Regions from separate parts of the Mus musculus genome. Here region 1 is linked to region 2. A link is a contact called in public HiChIP or PLAC-seq data. All regions are on one chromosome and are shown on one strand. Each heading gives the region's core, a stretch centred on a gene start, on an enhancer-like site or on the middle of the called end of the contact. The rest is flanking DNA. Distances are from core to core; before and after follow the strand shown.

What was found. HiChIP or PLAC-seq counts read pairs in DNA pulled down with a chosen protein or histone mark.
Region 1: an HNF4G HiChIP or PLAC-seq map of pancreatic cancer cells shows a contact between it and region 2. The contact joins the promoter of Fnbp1l here to the enhancer-like site in region 2. A contact is called at or near these places in 1 of 39 promoter capture datasets (embryonic stem cells), 7 of 115 datasets of contacts at active chromatin or transcription factors (acute myeloid leukemia, embryonic stem cells, forebrain and 1 more) and 1 of 9 other capture datasets (embryonic stem cells).

The regions. Positions count from the first base shown.
Region 1 is chr3:122,616,310-122,622,444 of GRCm38.p6, reverse strand. Fnbp1l (formin binding protein 1-like) reads left to right here and starts at 2,731. Exons shown (of 14, transcript NM_153118.3): 1 at 2,731-2,915. The coding sequence starts at 2,892. Gm43568 (predicted gene 43568) reads left to right here. Exons shown (of 2, transcript NR_166115.1): 2 at 1-196.
Region 2 is chr3:122,363,462-122,370,293 of GRCm38.p6, reverse strand. No RefSeq gene overlaps it. Among named protein-coding and RNA genes, the nearest start is that of Gm4610, 25 kb to the left of the region's middle. Within about 2 kb of position 4,768, at least 103 of the 459 cell types and tissues checked have an H3K27ac peak or open chromatin away from gene starts, as enhancers often do. A contact at or near this core is called in acute myeloid leukemia and pancreatic cancer cells, where this site is marked.

The sequences.
Region 1 (6,135 bases), core at 1,482-3,981, 250 kb before region 2:
CATTGTGGGTGTGGGCTATAAGAATTTTGTCCTAACTGCCTGGAAGCCAGTCTTCTAACAGTCTTCAGATAGAGATGAAGAACTCTCAGCGCTGCCTGCACCATGCTTGCCTGGGCAATGGTATGTTCCTACCTTGATAAAGGACTGATCCGCTGAACCTGTAAGCCAGCCCCAATTAAATGTTGTCATTATAAGAGTTGCCTTGGTCATGATGTCTGTTCACAGCAGTAAAACTCTAACTAAGACACATACTACACACAATGATAATAAAACCCCAAATTCCCCCACAAAACCTCTGTGAAATAGCATTTGGCTGCATGACAAATAGCATTTGTGTGTGTAAAACATCTCTGCCTAGCTAAATATCAACTATTTTAGGAACAAGGACTTAGATAGTATATGTTTTTACTTTTGATTAATATTAGTTTTTAAAACAAAATATAACAATAGACACTTTTATTCCTGTATTGTAAGAACTTGATTTTATTTTTGTGGTGCCCAAGATGTTGAACATGGCAGACCAGGCTACAGTAGTTAAAACTGATGATGTAATTTTTAAAAATTACACTGTGTAGCACAGGTGTAGCCAGCTGCTTGGGTTTTAGTTAATTCAAATCTAGGGTTCTGTGTTTTTTGTCGTTGTTTTTTCCAGACCTGAAAATTGAACTCTAAGCAAGGTCTCATCCACGCTGGGCAAGTGCTTTACCCATAACCTCAGCTCAAAATCTGCTTTTACTTTTAAGGCAGTGAGTTGTTTAAATTGTGAAGTCCTATTCAGAAGTTTTAGGGAAAGGAAAATGGCTCAGCTTGAAGACAAAACTTTATGCTTTATTGGGGAATTATGTTGATAGTATAGTGTTAATATGACTAATAGCTTATTTTACTTTTTTTTTTGAGACACGGTCTATGTAGCCCTGGCTATCCTGGAACTCCACATGTAGACCAGGTTGTCTTGAACTCAGAGATTCACCTGCTCTCTGCCTCTTAGAGGTGTAATTTTGGTTTGAATTATGGTCCTTAGGTCTTTCTTAGCTTCCACGGCAGAGCGTAGGTAAGTTACATCTTAGAACTGGAATAGCTCTAAAGGAGACATTGCTACAGTAACTTCATACTATCTAGAGAGTGAGAGTGAGACCGGAGAGGTGACTGTTAGAAGACATACTTTGACAGAGACAGGCCTTTTTGAAATAGAGAAATCCAGAAAAATGGTGGAAAGAAGTTATTTCTTAGGAAGATATTCTCTCTTACCAACACCCCACCCCCACCCTCCAACCACTGCACACTCTGTAACCCAGGCTAGCCTCTGACTCCTGTAGTTACGCCTCTCCCCTCCGGAGCACTAAAATTACAGGTGTGCGTCATCACACTTGGCTTCAGCGACTTTCAAAGAACATTAAAAAAAAAAAAAAAAAAAAAAAAGACCGGCCTTAACCTAATTAGAAGAGAGTATTCATTTGCTCAGCCTACCTCAGAAAAGGATAGCAAAGAATTTGGTGAGTGGTGGTTAGACTGCCTGGAGAGCTCTGGCTATTTGCCTGGACTTCAATGGGGAGCAGAACTAGGTAAACAGGAAGGCTGGGGCGGAAGAAGCTGGAACACCTGTGTTGGTCCCGGTCCCGGTCCCGTAGGGAGGAGTTTCAAGGCTGATAAGACGTCCGTTGGTGGGGGGACCTTGAAGCATTCAGTTGTCATGACTCACTGAAGAGTACTCTACTGGTTCTAGAGTGAAAATGTGTGTGTTTTAAGCGACAAGCAATTAATACTAAAGCATATGCTGGGGAGTTAGTGAGCAGACTGTACGCGGTATCTAGTAGCACCAGCCAAACTTGCTGACTGCCAGTGGAGGCAGGCTGGGAAATAACTCAGCACAGCTAAAAGCAAGAGGTCGTCTGCAGCCAAGATTCCTATCGGAGGCAAGAGACGCCTCAGGCTCTGAACAGGTTGTTGAAGGGCTGTGAGGAGGGAGAGACCGGTCCCTGGAGGTAGCCACGAGCCTAGAATTCAGGCAAGCTCAGCAGCGTCTCACCTCCTGCAGGTGTCAGTCGGGTTCGCTTTCCACCAAGTCTTATCTTTTACCATGGCAACGTCCCCAAAAGATTACGGGATCGCTTGCCTCTTAAAAAAAAGAAAAAAAGGTTTCCCGAAAGAACTTACAATAAAATCAAAATGCTTTATTAAAAACAAAAACAAAAACCAGACACGTCGTGTGACACGTTGCATTCACATTGGACGTTTGACCTCTACAGGTCTGTGGTTCCCGGGGATCCCAGGCTGAAGCGCCAAGCCTGGACGGAGAAGTTACCTTACGAAGGCAGATTTTTTTTAACTAAACACACGCACACACCCCTCTGCTCCAACGTCTGGACGTGGTTTCTTTGTCAGGGCTCCGCAAAGAACGCTGACGTGTGGGGTCGCCTCCTTTGAGGGGGGGGGTCTCCGAGCAAGGCAGGGACCGTGGGCGTCCTCCCTGGCTCTCCATCTTGGAGCGGGAGTCTGAGTGCGGCTTTTGCTGAGCCCGGAGGCCGGAGCGGACGCCGCCGAGGGTCCGAGGATCCCCGCCCCGGGCGAGCTGTTCGGAGGAGACCCCCGCCGGCCCCCGCGCGCGCGAGTGCGGGCCCGCCCCGATCCCAGGGTGCACCGCGGCCCGCCCCCTCCCCGCCGTCCCGCCTCCCCTCGGCCCCGGCCCCCTCCCTCCCTCCTTCCCTCCCTCCCTCCCCGCTGCCGGGAGGCGGGGACGCGGCGGCGGCTCGCTTCAGTCGTGTCTCTCTCACTCACTGGGGAACCCGGTGGTGGTGGCGGCAGCTTTCGAGGCAGACGCTGAGGAGGGGAAAGTCGGGACGAGAGAGGACAGCGGGAGCAGCCGGCCGGCGCCAGTCGCCTCAGGTTCCGCCATGAGCTGGGGCACCGAGCTGTGGGTGAGTGTGGGGAGCAGAGCGGCTCGCGCCGTCGGCGGGAGCCCCGGGCTTGGCGCGCCGCGGACTCCGGCGCCTCTTTGTGCCGCGAGAGCCCGCTCGGCTGCGGGCGGGGAGGCGACGGGGCGGCTGCCTGGGGCTCCCTCCGAGGGGCCCGGGCCGCAGCCCTGGACGGCCGCTGCCGTCCCCTCTCCAGCCTCTGCCTGACTTTGCGGACGGGTGCCCGGCCGGGCGCCGCGCCTTTGTACCGCGCGCCCGACGGCGGGGGAGGGAGCCATTGTCCCGAAGGGGCGCCGCTCGGATCCCCGCGCCGCGCGCCTGGGCGACGCCCCAGCTCCAGGTAGGGGGAGCCGGGCGGCTTTGTTCCCAGCCCGGCCTGGGGCCAGCCAGGCCCAACCCACACGCCCATTTCCCTCTCTTGCTGCCTCCTTGCTCGGGACCTAGGGCGCCCGCGACTCCGCGCCGGCCAGCTCCGGTTGCAGCCTCTCTGGGCTGGCGGGTCTGCTTTTGTGACCCGAATTAGGTAGTGGGATCGAGGAAGGGACGCTCATTTTGGCGAAAGGAGCGCGCGGCTTGCCGATCGCTTGATTTCCCTCTCGTTCTTTATTCTCTCTCCTCTCTCTCTCTCTCTCTCTCTCTCTCTCTCTCTCTCTTTCTCTCTCTCTCTCTCTCGTGTGTGTATGTGTGTGTGTGTCTGTCTCTCTCTTTTTTCTCTCTCTCTCTCTTTCTTCCGTGCCTTTCCTGGGCGCTGGAGGCTGCAGACAATACCCAATGTCCGACCAAGGTGCAGGCGGAGGGTTATAGGTCGAGGAATTCGCTCCGGACGCCGTCACCTGAGGGTGGAGGTGTGCATGGCAGTGATTTCTCAGGTGCGGCCGGGAAAATTGGCGGCGTGGGGGCGCTGTCTCGAGCGAGCGCCGCCTGGCCTCTGCCACTCCCCTTTTTATCCCACCTGTGCATATTTTCCGTGCCTTTGTTTGCGAAAATCTCCGGGAATCTCTGTAGCGGGAGAGGAGGGACAAGTTTCGAGTATGTACGCTCACTGGGATTCGAAACAGATCGTTTAGTCGCGAGGCCGAATGTTTTCTCCTTTTCCACGTGCTGTAGATTGGGAATTTTAGAAGTGACACTTAAAAGCTCATCTAGTCACCCACTTAACCCTGCCCCAGGAATCTGTCCTGTAGCACTCTGCAGAAGTGTTTGCCCAGTCTGCAAACATAACCATCAAGACAAAATACCTCAGGAGCCTCTCCACTTGATTGTTCTGATAATGGTGAGCGTCATTTGTAAACGAATCATGTAACATCAGTTAGAATTTCAGGCATTATTGGTCCTTTCCCATTTACTTTTATGTTTGTTTGAGACAGTCTCACTATAAACATGGCTGGCCTGGAACTCGTAATATAGACCAGGCTGTCCTTAAACTCAGAGATCCACCTGACTCTCTCCAGTTGCTGGGACTAAGGGTTTTCCCTTTTAAACGTACATTCTGTGATGGTTACAGTGTCATCAGTGAATGGAGATGGGTATAGTTTTATTTTCTATTTACAACATTTTTTATCTCTTTGGTGCCTGGCGATTGAACCCAGGACCTCGCACATACTAGACAGCAAGCCGTATCTCTAGCCCCTTATTTTTAATTTTAAATTCATGTATTTATTTGTGACTGACTGTGGGTATATCTGGCAAAGAAGCCAGAAGAGGGCATCAGATCTCCTGGAGCTGTAGCTCAGACACTTATGAGGCTCATCACAAATGCTGGGAACCAAACTCAGGTGCTTTGCAAAAGCAGCAAATGCTCTTAGCCATTGGATTAATCTGCATGCATGTGCATGCATGTGCATCGGTGCCTAAGGAGGCCAGAAGAGGACATGATTCTGAAGCTGGAGTTACAGGTGCTTGTGAGTTGTTGTCGATGTGGGTGGTGGGATTTGAACTTAGGTTCTCTGCAAAAGCAGTACAGGTTCTTAGCTGTTGAGCCGTGCCTCTAGTCTTTGTTTTACAGCTTTGAGCGAGGATTGTGTTTTCCCCTAGGTTGCAATATAATACAAGCACCTATACTGTCTGTTATTGGGAATTTGATGTCTGGAAAAATCACATCAAAATATAAATTTAGAAAACAGTTGTCACATTTTATTTTATCTTAAGGGTCACATTACTATCCTAAGGGTTTAATGATTGAAAATTCATTGTTACACAAAACACTGGTGATATATAATTACGTGCTCAAACCTAAGTAATTTGCTGTAACTGATGGTTTTTGCTGTTTTATCTTTTATGTGTATGCTTGCATGTGTGGGACAGAGGTCAGACTTGGGTGTTGTGAGGGGTCATCCACCTTGGTTTTTTTGTAACCCGATCTCTCCTTCATTTTGAGCTTGCTGATTAGGTGAGCCTCGAGCCTACTCATTGCTGGCTCCTCAGTGGTCGGGTTATTCCTGGGAATTTACTCACTCCATTGTGGATTCATATTTGCCACTTGATCAACTGCACTATTGAACTATCATTTCAGCCCTGCCCTCCCACCCCCTTGGCCATTTTAATCTTTATTCTTTGGCAGGGTTTCACAGTACAGCCCAGGCCGGTCTTGAATTCCTGGGGATACAGGTGTACACTACCAGAGCTTACTTGTTTTAATGCTTCTTATAAAGACTTGTGTTAAAATTTGGAAATAAAGGTATTCCATAGAACTTCTATATTTGTGGCCCTGGGTTTCAGAATTACCAGTAATTTGCTAAATGGATTAGGTCAGGCTTTTGTTGTATAGCTTTAAGGCTTTATGGATTAACTGCTAATGTATCTGAGCTGTGCTTTAAGGGACTTCTAGTTTTAAATGAGCATTTAAGTGAGGTAGTGACTAGAGTCAACAGTTTGTATTTTTTTTTCCAGAATGCATGATATCTTGTCCATTGATTATTATGTTGACTTCATTATCATAGAGAATATAGAGGATCATGGCTAAACATGAATCAGTAATTTCACAAAGTATAGATTTTAAAAAGTTTTTCATTTTTATGTAAATGAGTGTTTTGCCTGCATGTATGTGTATTCACCCTGTGTGTGCTGGGTGCCCTTGGAAGGTGCTAGATCCTCTAACTGGGTTCCCAGATGGTAGTGAGCTGGCTTTATGGGTGCTGGGAACTGAACATGGATCCTCTGTAAGAGCAGTGAGTGCTCTTTAACTGTTGAGCTGACTCTCTAGCCCCCAAGTACAGATTTTGTA
Region 2 (6,832 bases), core at 3,519-6,018:
GTTACAGAGTACAGGGGATTTCACATGAGTGTGGCCCAGGCGGGTTCTGTGGGAAACCCTTTCCCATGGCCAACTCCTATAAACCTCTCAACGACCATATTAAAAGTCCTTGGCTCCCAGATTACATAAACTCTTCTGCTAAATGCCCCGCACATCCCTCCGTGACCTGTCTTCCACCATGACTAGCTGTTATGGTTTGTTTGCTTAGCTGGACTGTCCTCTCCTAAAGGGCAGGGATGGTATGTGCCTTGCTCTGTGCTTTGTGCCTCAGCAGTAACACTGTGCTGGGGATATAATTAGGCTTAGTGGAGATTTGCTGATGCAACCAGGACAATGTGAAGTCTAGGCCCTTCTTGGGCATTATGCTGTGACTTTGGGTAATGATTAGTTTTAAACACAAACTTGCCACAGTCTAGAGTCATCTGGAAGGACGGTCTCCATTGAGGAACGGCCTAGAACCTGCTGGTGTGTTTCTAGGAGAGCGTTTTGACTGTTGGTTGGTGTGGAAAGACCTACCTCACTGTGCGGAACAACATTCCTGGTCCTGAATTAAATCGGAAAGCTAGCTGAGCATAAACCTGCCTGCCTGCCTGCCTGCAGCAAGCAGCATCCTGCACGGTACTTGCCATACTTCTTTGGCCATAGATAGATAGATAGATAGATAGATAGATAGATAGATAGATAGATAGATAGATATGAGGTAACAGTATGGGGAATAGCAAGCAGACCTACCTTCAAATCCCAGCCTGGAGTTCCTACCTTGACTTCCTTGATTTCCTTAATGATGGAGTGGAACCTTGAATTGTAAGATGGAGCAAACCCTTTTCTCCCACTAAGTTGTGTTTGGTCAGAGTATTTTTTTTTTTTCAGAAATAATGGTAACTCAATCTCTGGGCACAACAACTAGAATGCTAATCTTGTAAGCCATATTAAATCTAAATCCTCCGGTGGCAAATCCACCAGGATTCACCATCTAATCCGGAAGACACTAGTAGCTACATCTTGTCCTGTTGCTGTCCCCGTCCAAAAGGACCCTCTGGTCAGAGTATTTTAACACAGTAACAAAGATGAAACTAGAACACTCTGGTGTTCCCTCTACCTTGGTTAGAGTTGACCTGGACCTCAGTGGCTGGTACCCTAAGCTGAAACTGTCTCCTGCATTCTTCTAAGGACTGAACACAAGCCAGTGGTCTAACAGTAGCACATCTTGCCATCACCTAGTGAGACCCTCTGAATCTATTTTTTTTGTTTGATATAAGATTTTAATGTAGCCCAGGTTGATTCAAAACTCCCCATATAACCAAGTATGACCATAAATTCCTGATCTTTCTGCCTCTACCTCCCAAATGTTTTGGTAACAGATCTATGCAAGCATGCATGGCAAGGCTCTGGATCTGATTTCCCAGACAAAGACCCTCTCTTCCTGTTTCTCACATGGTCACTCTGAGACATGAGTTCAGTCATGTCAGAAAATGCAGGCTATTTTGAAAGCTTCATAAGGATCAGCGCTTTTTCTCTAGAGGACTACATGCTCTAAAAGCACTGTTAAAATGGTCCCTTGTTTATGTAAACTATAACATGCTACCAAGGAAGAGCTGTGGTCAGCTGGGCCTTGTGGAACAAGTCTGAGATCTGCATAAGATACAGAGAGAGTTCAAGGTCATTTTGAAAAACTTGGTGAGAATCTGGCTAGCCCCAAGATATATATAGAGAGATGTGTAAATACATGTTGATATAAAGTCTTGAGAGATAGTTCAATGATGGAGCACTTGACTGGCATTATACAGAATCCTAGGTTAAAAAAAAAATGGTAGTAGCCAAATTTTCTTCAAGATTTAAGCACAACTATTGAAAGCCTAACACTTGGCTGCCTTCCTATGGATTCTGTAGGCAGAACAAAGGAGAGCATTCTTGCCACCAGAAGTATGGGCTGTCTCTGCGAGTGGGTAGCAAGACCATGAAACTGGAAAGCTTCTGTAAGGCAAGGACCAATGTCCTTTGAAATGCCATTTGTCAAAAGCAGCAACCTACATAATGGGTAATATTTTTTCCAGCCACATATCTGATAGAAGTCTAATATCCAAATTATAAAGAATAAAAAAAACTAAATATCAAGAAAAAAATAACCCAATTAAAAATCGTGTACAGCTCTAAACAGAATACTCAAGAGAAGAAACAGAAATGACTGAGAAACACTTAAATGTTCAACATCCTTAGTTATCAGGGAAATGAAAATCAAAACTACTTTGCGATTTCATCTTACGACCTTCAGAATGTCTATAAGTACCAACAAATGACAGCTCATGTTGGTTAGGATGCAGAGCGCAAACTTATACAACCACTATTAAATCAGTGGGTGGTTCCTCAGGGAGGTGAGAATTGATCTAACTCACAATCCAGCTATACTCTTCTTAGACACATATCTGAAGGATGCTTCATCCTACCACAGAGACCCTTGCTCAACCACGTTTATTGCTGCTCTATTCATAGTAGCCAGAAATTAGAAACAGCACAGAAATGTGAAGGTAAATGGGATGTAACTAGAAATGAGCATCCTTAGTGAGGTAACCTGGACCCAGAAAAAGAAATACAGTGTATTCACTTATATGAAAACATTAGCTATTGAGTCAATGATAACCAAACTACAAGCCATAGAACCAGAGAGCTTAAGTATGGAGTGAGGAACTAGGAGGGGCAGATAGATCTTGTTAAGAAAGAGAATACATGGTATGGATGGGGAGGGAGGAGCTGGAATGGAAGGACCAAATGGGAAGGGGGAAGGGAGGAACGAAGGAGGGGTGGGGGTTTGAAGAGATGTGGACCCCGTAGAATCATGTGTTTTAATGTCTAACCCATAGGCAGTGGCACTATTCCAAGGTGTGACTGTGTTGGAGTAGGCGTGGCCTTGTTGAAGGAAGTACATCACTCTAGGGATGGGATTGGAAGTCTCCTATGCTCAAGCTGTGGCCAGTGTGGTTCACAGTCTCCTTCTGCTGCCTGTGAATCAAGATGTAGAAGTCTCAGCTCCTCCAGCACCATGTCTACCTGCATACTGCCATGCTTCCCAACATCACGAGAAGAGACTAAACCTCTGAAACTGTAAGCCAGCACCAACTAAATGTTTTCCTTTATAAGTGTTGCAGTGGTCATGGTACATCTTCACAGCAACAAAATTCTAAGATAGAGGGAATACAGGGAGACACAGCTAAAATTAAGGGCCATTTGAGGGGCAGGGAAACCTAATACAATAAAAGTTTCCTACAATACATATACATGTGAAGGTGATCTAAATGAAGTTGCCAAAAATGGGGGAGACAGAACCCCAACTGGACATCTCTCACCACCAAATGATGCTTCTACTACTGGAAATAGGTTATATCTAGTTAGGTTGTTGGCCAAAGAGGTCCCATGGGAAAACCTAAACACTCCAGACCATCAGACTATGGGTTGCTATCCATAAACTGATGGGATGGCCCCATTGCTGAAGACAACACCTATACTCCTCATTGAACATGAAGAGAGAGGTGGTGTCTACATAGAGCTTTCAACCCTATGTGCTAGCATCTTTGTTACAGGACAGCAACTCTGCAAACTACCAATGAAGAAACGTAAACACCAACCTAGCCATAGGCCCTTAGATCTACAATGGTGTCCTGCCTACAAGATATGTTAATGCTATCGTGACACAAAGCTTCAGAGAGTAACCAGCCAGGCTTTGAGTTGACTCAACCCACTCCAAGAGGTAGATTCCATATCTGACTCTGTTTGGGTGGCAAGGAACCTGAGACTAGGTAGCCCAGGAACCTAGAGTAAAACCAAACACTACTGTTCTACTGAAGAATATAGCAATAAACATAAAAATAAAGAATGACTCCTAATGACATCCTGCTATACTCATAGATCAGTGTCTTGCTCAGCCTCCTGCAGCAGATGGGGACAAATGCAGAGATCCATAGCCAGGCAATACTCAGAGAGTGAGAGACCTTGGAACTCTAAGCCTAAACAGGATGTCCCCATCAAATCCCTCCTCTCAGGGCTAGGGAACCCTATGGGAGGATGATAGAGAGAGGATAAGAGTGGGTCTCTATGTCTGTATTTTTTTGTTTTATTATGTGATAGTTTTATCTTATTATATTTCATTATTTTCCCTTATTAACCTGTTTGTTTTCTACTGAGAGACAAAAATGGTTGGATCTGGATGGGCAGAGAGGTGGGGAGGAACTGACGGGAGTAGAGGGAGGAGAAACCGTAATCAGGATACATTATGTGAGAAAAAAGTGTATTTTCAACAACAACAACAGCAACAACAAAAACATAATTAAGACACCAAACTACTTACTTAAAAAAAAAAGCCAAATATTTCCCTAAACCACATAAAAAGGAACCCACATATATGCAGGGAAATGGTGGGATTAGCTTGTGCACTATGCTAGCACAAATAAAAATATTCAGCAATGGTGACTGGAGGGCGGACAAGGAGATGGTAGTTAATGGACCCAGGGTTTTCTGTGTGCTTACTCAGCTCTGAGCCCTTCACAGTTAGGGATTTCAGCTCCGAGCCCTTCACAGTTAGGGATTTCAGCTCCAGGCCCTTCACAGTTAGGGATTTCAGCTCCCAGACCACCACAGTTAGGGATTCTGCTCACAGCAGGCTTATAGAAGGAAGGTTACTCAACTTTATGGCTGACAAAGCAGAGACACAGGCAGTTGAGTAATTGTCCAGACAGGCTGCGAATCCAAACCACTTCACCACGATCCCTGTTGTGTGAGAGGTGAGAGGAGGGAGAGAAAGGGGAGGAGCCCTGCTGGCTGCACTCAGGCTTCATGGCTGAGGCTGGAGCGCTGGATGATACAACTAAAAATAGAAACTGGATCAGACCAAGGATTCTTATATGCCATGATACAGTCTGAATCTTTTTTTCTACAGAATCTTCTGGAACTGGTCAGAATGCAAATTCCTGACCTTTTCCCTTCGTCCATAAATCAGAAAGTTTGGATTCTAAAAGGCTTCTCTGTAGGCCAGTGGTTCCCAGCCTTCCTAATGCTGTGACATTTAACACAATTCCTCACGTTGTGGTGACCCCAACCATAAAATATTTTGTTGCTACTTCATAACTGTAATTTTGCTACTGCTGTGAATTGTAATGTAAACAGCTGGCATGCAGGATATCTGCTAATCCCTTGAAAGGATTGTTCAACCCTTCCTTGGGGGGTTGTGACTCGAAGGTTGAGACCCTCTCCTCTTGACCCTTTTACACACTTAAGACTGAGAGCCGCTGCTGTCAGCTATATAGACACATTAGTATTTTGAAGTCAGGGAGACAGAGCTACAGGTGAATTTATTTTCCAGAAAGCAATGGACTGGAGAGGGCAAAGCCTTAACACAGATGCTCAATACAGAGTTTTCTGTGCTGTCCAGTGCTGGTGAGAGTCTCAACCAGGGAAATACCAGTATACTAGGCTAAGCAGTGTGTGCTTCCCCCTACACACACACACACACACACACACACACACACACACACACACACATACACTGCTTAGGAATTCACGTCTGTCTAGAACTTGAGAATGCAGGCTTCTGTGGCCACGGGCTTGTGCGGATGTTAACATGAGGTCACAGTGCATTAGGGCAAGCTTAATAGTGTCTTTGTGGCAGAGACAAGGAAATGTGGATGGAAGCAGACACTGAGAGATGTATAGAAAAGGAGTCATGTGCCAAAATAAAGCAGAATAAAACAAAAAGTCCACAAAAATGCCACTGGGGTCCTTTGTGTCGCCCAACAACTCTTGGGCATGGGGCCTGACCTGAAGTGTGATTGATATACCAGTGAAGTTTTGAGGTTTTGTTTTGCTTTTTTCTTTTTTAAATTGTGGTTGGGGGTTGTTTTGGTTTTGTGTCTGTGTCTGTGGTGTGTGTGTGTGTGTGTCTGTCTGTCTGTCTGTCTGTCTGTTTTACCTCCTTTTTTGTGTGTGTCTTATTTTTTAAAAGAAAAAGAACATAAAGCTGCTTGGGTAGGGAGGTGGGAGGACCCGTGAGGAGTTGGGGGAGGGAAAAACATCTTCAAAACATATCATATGACAATATTTTTAATTAAAATTAAAATATTATATTTAAAAAAAATCAAAGATGATGGGGCAAGTTGGGCAATTCGGTCACACGCCTTGGAGGGCCACATGGTGCCTCCTTCCAGGAGCAAGCAGAGACTGAGAGCATCTTCCCTCAGAGACTCCAGGAGTCAGCCTTGCTCATAGCTTGACACTTTCGAGCTTTTCTGGCTCTTGAGGTGTGAGACCAGATGTATTTGATGTGATTTGCCCTCCAGATGTTCATGGGGTGATAGGACCCTTGAAGAAGAACAGCTTTGTGGTAGGCTGCTAGGTCCCTGGAGACGCTGTTCTCCTAGAGTGAGTTCTCACAAGGGCAAGCTGTTATAATAGTGGAACCTGGCCAAGGTCTCCGTGGGGCTCCCTGTCTAGTCATGCTATGTCTTGCTGACACAGGTATTCTATTATGATAGCATCAATCCTTGGGTCTGCACCAGAGACCAAACCAATGGGGGTTACATGGTTTTTGAGCCTCCAAAACTGTAAGGTAAACAACACTTGTTTTCTTTATAAGGTTACCCAGCATCAGGTATTCCAGTCAGCATTGGGCAACAACATCAGACTACCACAATAAATTTCTGTTGCGTTAACTCATCGAGTTTGTGTTAATTTTTCTGAGGAAGCTCAAGAAAATTAAGGCAGTTTTATCAAGTGGCAAAATTCGGAAGACATCAGACTGGGTAGAAAGTAAAGTGTGAGCAGTGACCACTCGGAAGCTTAGAGTGTG